2 separate regions of the Mus musculus genome follow, and region 1 is linked to region 2. A link is a contact called in public HiChIP or PLAC-seq data. All regions are on one chromosome and are shown on one strand. The core of a region is the stretch at or near the end of the contact, and the rest is flanking DNA. Distances in the headings are between cores, read along the strand shown.

The links. HiChIP or PLAC-seq counts read pairs in DNA pulled down with a chosen protein or histone mark.
Region 1: an H3K4me3 HiChIP or PLAC-seq map of bone marrow-derived macrophages shows a contact between it and region 2, with 3 times the contacts expected there. The contact joins the enhancer-like site here to the promoter of Rnf215 in region 2. A contact is called at or near these places in 11 of 39 promoter capture datasets (3T3-L1-derived adipocytes, the C10 cell line, the HPC-7 cell line and 6 more), 1 of 15 datasets of contacts at CTCF or cohesin (large pre-B cells), 2 of 115 datasets of contacts at active chromatin or transcription factors (bone marrow-derived macrophages and stem cell-derived neural progenitor cells) and 2 of 9 other capture datasets (embryonic stem cells and liver).

What each region holds. Positions count from the first base shown.
Region 1 is chr11:4,398,587-4,402,029 of GRCm38.p6, reverse strand. All of the region lies in intron 10 of Hormad2 (HORMA domain containing 2), which reads left to right. Among named protein-coding and RNA genes, the nearest start is that of Hormad2, 41 kb to the left of the region's middle. Within about 2 kb of position 1,304, at least 30 of the 459 cell types and tissues checked have an H3K27ac peak or open chromatin away from gene starts, as enhancers often do. A contact at or near this core is called in the HPC-7 cell line and bone marrow-derived macrophages, where this site is marked.
Region 2 is chr11:4,133,790-4,137,251 of GRCm38.p6, reverse strand. Rnf215 (ring finger protein 215) reads right to left here and starts at 2,092. Exons shown (of 9, transcript NM_027859.3): 1 at 1,689-2,092; 2 at 1,295-1,438; 3 at 621-692; 4 at 455-540; 5 at 1-40. The coding sequence starts at 1,979.

The DNA.
Region 1 (3,443 bases), core at 55-2,554, 270 kb before region 2:
GGCAACTCTTGTAAAAAGAAAGCATTTAAATGGGGACTTGCTTACAGTTTCAGAGGTTTAGTCCATCTTGATGGGAGTATGGTGGCTTGCAGTCAGGCACTGGAACAGTAGCTAAGAGCTAGCTACATCCTGATCTGTAGGTGAGAAGACTTTAGACTTGGCATGGGCTTTTGAAACCTCAAAGCCCAAAGACACTTCCTCCAACAAAGCCACGCCTACTTATTGGTCTAATTCTTTTCAAATAGTGCTAGTCCGTGCTGACTAAGCATTCAAGTATATGACCCTATGGAGGCCATTCTCATTCACACCACCACAGTACCTACAAGTCTCTATCAATGCACAGACTTGTATTCCCTATAGGTCCCTCATTTTACTCTCTAAATGGAATTTCAATCATTTTCCTCTCAGGCTTACTATCTGTGGCACTAGGCACTGCCACTCTTCCAAACAACCAAGATGTTTAACCTCCATCCTCTCCTTACTCCTCACATCCTTTTGGATCGTGTTTCAGTCCGCTCTGTTTTGAAATACTTCTCAAGCCCGGCCCTATCCGACCATGCTGACTCAGGCCGTGAGGCTTTCTTGGTGAGTAACAGCTACAGTTCCTGACTGGGTCTCTCTAACATTCAGTCTGTCTTTCAGAGTGCCAGGAATGAAGGTATTTATCATTCTCAAATACTTCAAATAGTATTGTTTGTGTAATTTCAAGAGGCATAAAGATGCAGTGTATGAAAATAGCAGTTGTGAGCAGAGCAGAGGTAGGGAAGAGGGTAATGTGATAAAGCTCTTTGGCTGCTTTCGGTGGTAAGAATGGAACCAGGCCTTGTGCATGCTAGGCTTGTGTTCTATTACTGACTATAGCTACAGCCTGAAAGAGCTTTTTAAAACAATACAATTAACAACATTAAAGTAATTGAAAATTCAGATCTTTCAACTGTCCTTATATCTTATCAATACAAATTTTAACTTTGTATGCCCCATTCTTTTCAGTATTTTTCAATGGATATATTTATTTGTATATTATTTCAATAATGGTATATATAATTTCATTTTTATTTAGCAATAATTTTGTAAATATGTCCTACCTAGCCTTTATATGTAAAGTTCAATGACTTTTTGGTTCATTTAGGTTCATATCATTTCTCTATTTTTAAATATTTCGGTTGTCATACGTGAATGTTGAGCATTCCCCAGTACTTTACATTTAATGGCTTGGTTCCCAGGCTTGCACTATTGAGGACAGATGAAGCCTTTTAGGAAGTGGAACCTAGTAAGAGGCCTGGTAGCCAGGAAGCATGTCTTTGAAAATTAGCTTCTTCCTTCTCCCTTTTGCTTCCTGGTGATAAAGTCAGCAGTTTGTCCTGACACATACTCCCACTATGGTGTCCTGTCTTGTCACAGGCCCAAAGCAGTGGGCCAGTCAGTCAGGAACTCCAAAGCTATAAATCAACTATTTCTTAGTGACAAAGAGCTGACTAATGTGTAGGCTAATTTCTGATAATGCTATTATAAATAGCATTACAATAAATACCTTGCAAGTGTGACACCTCCTTTCCTTACCTTCTATTGGATTAACAGTAGCAGGAGTGAAATATACATATTTTTGAAATTTGTATAGAGTTTGGATGAATATTATCAATATATGATAATATTCAGAAACTTCCAGTTTTTCCACCTCCTAAGGATGGCATTTTTGATAATGATAGCTACTTGATAAAAAGGGGTAGCTCCCCATCACCAGCTCTGGTTACATCTATTACATGCATACATAGACATATATAATATGTACATATTATATATACATATAAAATACATGCGCACATATGCTTTTGTTCAAGATAGAGTATAGATGACTGTCTTTAGGATATTACAAAAACCAACGATTCAGGGAGTTGGCTGAGCTAAATTGATCTCTGAGATCTCTTTCATGCTCAGATTTACTGGGCTGTATTAAGACTGGTACCTTGAAAACAAACAAACAAAAACCAAAAAATAATGGTGTCTTGGCCAGACAATGGTGGCTCATGCCTTTAATCCCAGAACTTGGAAGCCATAGTTAGGTGGATCTGTGAGGTCAAAACTAGCCTGGTCTACATAGTGGGTTCCAGGACAGCTAGATTCATGTGGAAAGATCTTGTCTCACAAAACACAAAACAAAAACAAACAAAAAAAGATGCCTTGCTGTGAGGAAAACGATACAGAAGATGTAGTTTTTGCTCTGAGAACTAACTGAAGACACAGCAAGTATATGTTATGAGAATATTAGAGACGATGTGAATGACAGAAAGTTTTCCTATTTTTATGGTCTCACCATATAGCTCTGTCTACCCTGGAACTCACTATGTAGGTTAGACTATTCTCAAATTACAGGATCTTTCTGCCTCTGCCTCCAAGTTGCTGGAACTAAAGGTGTGTCCCAGCATGCTCAGCCTTTTCCTCAGTTTGTTAAGGTAGAAGGTTAAGCTGAGATTTTGGGTATAACCCAGGCTTGCCTGGAAGTAACTCACTGTGTGTCCAGGCTGGCCTTGACCTGAAGATCCTGCTACCTCAGTTTTCAGCCATTCCTTTTTTTTTTTTCCTTTTGCTTCTGTGGATTGATTTAACCCAGGATCTTATGTATGTTAAACATACACCTTATCATTCATGTCCCAACTCATTTTTTCTTTTTCTTTTTAAAGATTTATCTATTTTTATTTTGTATATGTAAGTATTTTGTCTGCATGTACATTTGTGCACCACATACATGAAATGCATGCAGAGACCATCAGAGTGCATCCGATCTCCTGGTACTGGATTTACAGACAGCTGTGAGGCACTATGTGAGTGTTAGGAACCAAACTAGGTCCTCTGAAAGAACACCTTTTAACCACTAAGCCATCTCTTTCCGTCCCCCCTTTTCCTTAATGTGTGTATTTATAGTATTGGTGATCAGAAATAAAATTGAGATGTAGAGACCTAATTTTCAGGCAGTCTTTTTAACTAGATAGAGAAAGGGGGCTACAAAACAGGAACAATGCTCGCTATAGGATATCCAGTTGCCAAGCAACGGAGAAGAACAGGCATTGTATTTGAATTGTTGGAATGATCAGCACTCTGGCCATTTTCATTAGATATGAGGATGGATTTTGAGGAAATCTCTTACTAGGACTTGAGATATGGTAGAACACTTACCTAGATGCACAGACCCTGAGTTTGATCTTTAAGCAGCACACACAGCACAACACACACACACACACACACACACACACACACACACACACACACACACACACACACACACACACAATCTCTACATGATCTCTTTCTTTAGTGTAAGGAATTTCCTGTGTAAACAGATGAGTGATCACTTTGTCACAGCAGGTATCTAAGCATTACCCTGGATCCAGTGGTTTGTTGCTATTTTCCTTCTATGATAAGGAGACAAAGGGTGGGCATATATTATC
Region 2 (3,462 bases), core at 843-3,342:
GGACTCTCCACTGCTGATCTCAGCAGTAGCCTGGGTCCTCCTGAGAGGAGAGTCATGGGTGGGAAGCAGACAGAAGGCCTTTGGGAAGGGAGGCCTACACTCATCCTCTTGCAGTGGATACACAAGGACACTGTTGCCATAGGCCTTCTGATTTGGCTCCCAGACTTTTCCTGGCTGCTCTTTGCCCGTGTTTTTACGCAGCCAGACCAAGGAATAGCCTGTCAGCCAGGCATCCAGCTTCCTCATGCTGGACTAGTCCCCTCTGCCCATAGGGCAGCTCTTTTCCCAGATCTTGCCTCTCCTTCCCATGCCATCCCCCAGTTTCAACCTTAGGAGTTTAAGGGCCAACAGGTAAGGGCCTTCTTCAGAGATAGTCTCCTCCCCTAGAGCCCATCGAAAAGCAAGAGACCCACAGCACTCAGGCATCAGACCACCCAGAACAAACGGAACTCACTGCAGAAGGGCCTCCAACAGCTTGGTGACATTGGAGGAGTAATGGAGAACAATCACTGGCCTCAGCAGAAGCTGGGATACATCCAGCTGCAGGAGACAGGCAGGGTCAGCAGGCTTCCGGCCCCTGTCCCCTCACCTGCTCACCCTCACAGTCCAAGCCAGGTTACCTCTCGGACCACACTGTGGTTTAAGATGAGGAGAAGCAGGGCAGAGGCTCCCAGGAAAAGGGCTCGACGCATCTGCAAGGGAAGACGGAAGGTGGGAGGCTGTCACACACCTGCCTTACCCACGGCCCCAGCTCTCAGGAGCCCGACATCTGGATAGACTAGCTATAAGCTCCCTGAAGTCAAGCCAAAGCTAAGGGATGGTTTTGGAGGCCGAAGAGATAATGACAGCCAAAGGCAACACACGATGGTTGTGGACTAAGGCAATATTTAGTTATGGAACATAGATCACAACATTTTATAGATGCTAACTTTCCTACACCATAGTTACATAAAGAATATTCTTGATTTTAAGAAATTTGTACATTATCATGTGTGTGAGAAACTTATGCTCCTTTCATTCTGTAGGATCCAAAATTCTTTTCATTGGCCCTAGTCCTAGCAAAGCAGCTCTCCACCCTTGCCAGCTCCTATCACCAGAGCAGGTCCACTTTCCCCAGCAAGTCTCTCCACCTCCTCCCCATCACACTGCTTTGATGCTCCATACTGGTGTTTGCTGACCCACTCGGGCCCAGGGCTTCTCTGGAAAGGCTCCTCATAGGCCACCTGTTAGCCTGGCTCTAGCAGATGTTTCGAATGCATTTTCTTTCTCCCCTTCCCTCAAACACCCTTTGCACCTGCTGGACCAGAGCCTTGGGATATGCCTTCTGGCTACTGCCTTGATTCTCTTGGTGGAACTGGGCGACCTGCTCTTTGCCCACATATGCCACTGCAATCCAGCCATCTACGGGTATCTCTTGCTCAGCATCCACGACATCCATCTGTGTAACGAGGAGCCATGAAAAGAAGGAGGCAAGGGGAATAGAAGAGGCAGCCCGGGTCTGCCACAAAGCACGCAAGGTCAGGGTACGGGTACGGGAATGAGTGTGGAAGGGGCATGTGGCTGTCAGGTTTGCCAACTCCTGAAGGCTGGGAAGTAGTAGCATTCTGGGCTGTCAAGGGCTAGCTTCTGGATGAAGACAGCGGGGTCTATCCGAGGGTCATGGCAAGTTTAGGCGGGGCTGAGCTCACCAGCAGCAGGCGGCCACCCAGCAGAGGTTCCGGACCGTCTTCCGGACCGATTCTGACGCCCTCCAAAACCAAGGCGTCCTGCCGCGGCAGTTTCACATCCACTCGCACTGAGCGGGCTCCGCCCCGTCCCTCCCCGGTCGCCGGCTCGCTGCCGTCCGCCGCCGCTCCCGGGCCCATCAGGCCCAGCCACAAAGGCAGCAGAGGCAGCAGTAGCAGCAGCGGCGACGGCGGCGATGGGGGAGGGGGCGGCAACGAAGGCGACCTCAGCGCGGGGCGATCGGCAGAGCCCATGATCCGACCGGAGAGGTGGCGAGGCCGTAGTCTAAGGTCCCGGGGACCGGGAGAACAGAGTGAGCCAGGCCGCGCCGGACAGGGCGGGGCTCGGCACCGGGAGGGGCGGGGCCGCAGCCGGAGGGGGCGGTGCGGGGAGGGGGGGGCTGAGTTGGTGCTTGACAGCGAGAGCGCCTCCTGGTGGCTCCTGAGAAACCTAATGTAGGAGGCCTGAGGAGCTGCGATGGAGCAAATACCTTAGAGCCTTGGAGAGCTCACCAAGTTGTCTGTCAGTGGAGATAGGTGCGGTTGTCTCAGGATTGGAGAAATGTAGGGGCGAGGGAGGTATAAGGGTCTGGGCTGATTGACCTACGGTGTTGTCAAGGCTATGTCTCATCCTCCTCTGGGTCAGTGTTCTTTCATGGGATCAGCGAGCAGGCTGCAGAGAATCACAGAAAGCAGATGGGGAGACTGAGGCCATGGTTTTAAAGGAGCAGGGAGGAGGGCTGGGCACACGAAGCTGTACAAACCAGGCAGAGCCATAGTGGCACGGAGCACTGGGCTGTCCTCGCCTGTAAAATGGACTTGATCTAAACCTGCACTGCCTTGCTTCTAACATGATCGCCAGTGCTTACTGGAATGAGAAGGTTCCGCTTTTGTCCGAAAATTTGTCCTTCAGCCCAGAGGTTTGTGGTTGCTGGTAGCTGGCTCAATCTGAAACCTGAGCCTTTTACAAATTGTACCCTGATAAAAGGGCAAAGAGCTAATGAGCTGCAACACCCCCTCCCACTTTGTAATAAAATATTAAAATCTACAGAAAATAGAAACCTGGTTAGCCACCAGGATGCAATGACTAAAATATTCCCAGAAGGAGACAGAGATGTAGAGAAGAAGCTCGGCTGGCCTGCAAACAGGGAATTGACATAAAATCAGTCAGCACATATGTAAAATTGGTTGTCAGAGGAGGTATTGCACTTGGGGACCTGGGAGGAGGTGCTATGGCTTGCTCTTTGCTAAATCACAACAAAGTTAGGTACCACCGGGAAAAGACGTGAAATTGGACCCCTACTGCACCGTGCATAAGGAAAACCATGTGAATTAAAGACTCAAATACAACTTTAACATTTTAATAGAGAACACGATTTTGATGATTTCAAGTGCTTGAGAGCTGTTTGTTTGTTTTTTTGGTCTTGTTTTTTTTGTTTGTTTGTTTTTGTTTTTGTTTTTTTGTTTTTTCAAGACAGAGTTTCTCTGTGTAGCCCTGGCTGTCCTGGAGCTCACTTTGTAGACCAGGCTGACCTCCGACTCAGAAATTTTCCTGCCTCTGCCCCCCAAGTGCTGGGATTAAAGGTGTGCGCCACCACACCCGGCTTGTTTGTTTTTAATGACAGAAAAACTACATTATGATGGGCATGCCTGTAATCCCAGCACTTGGGAGGGTAAAGCAGGAGTTTGAGACCAGCCTATTATACAGTGAGACCCTCTTTAAAAAAAAAAAAAGATG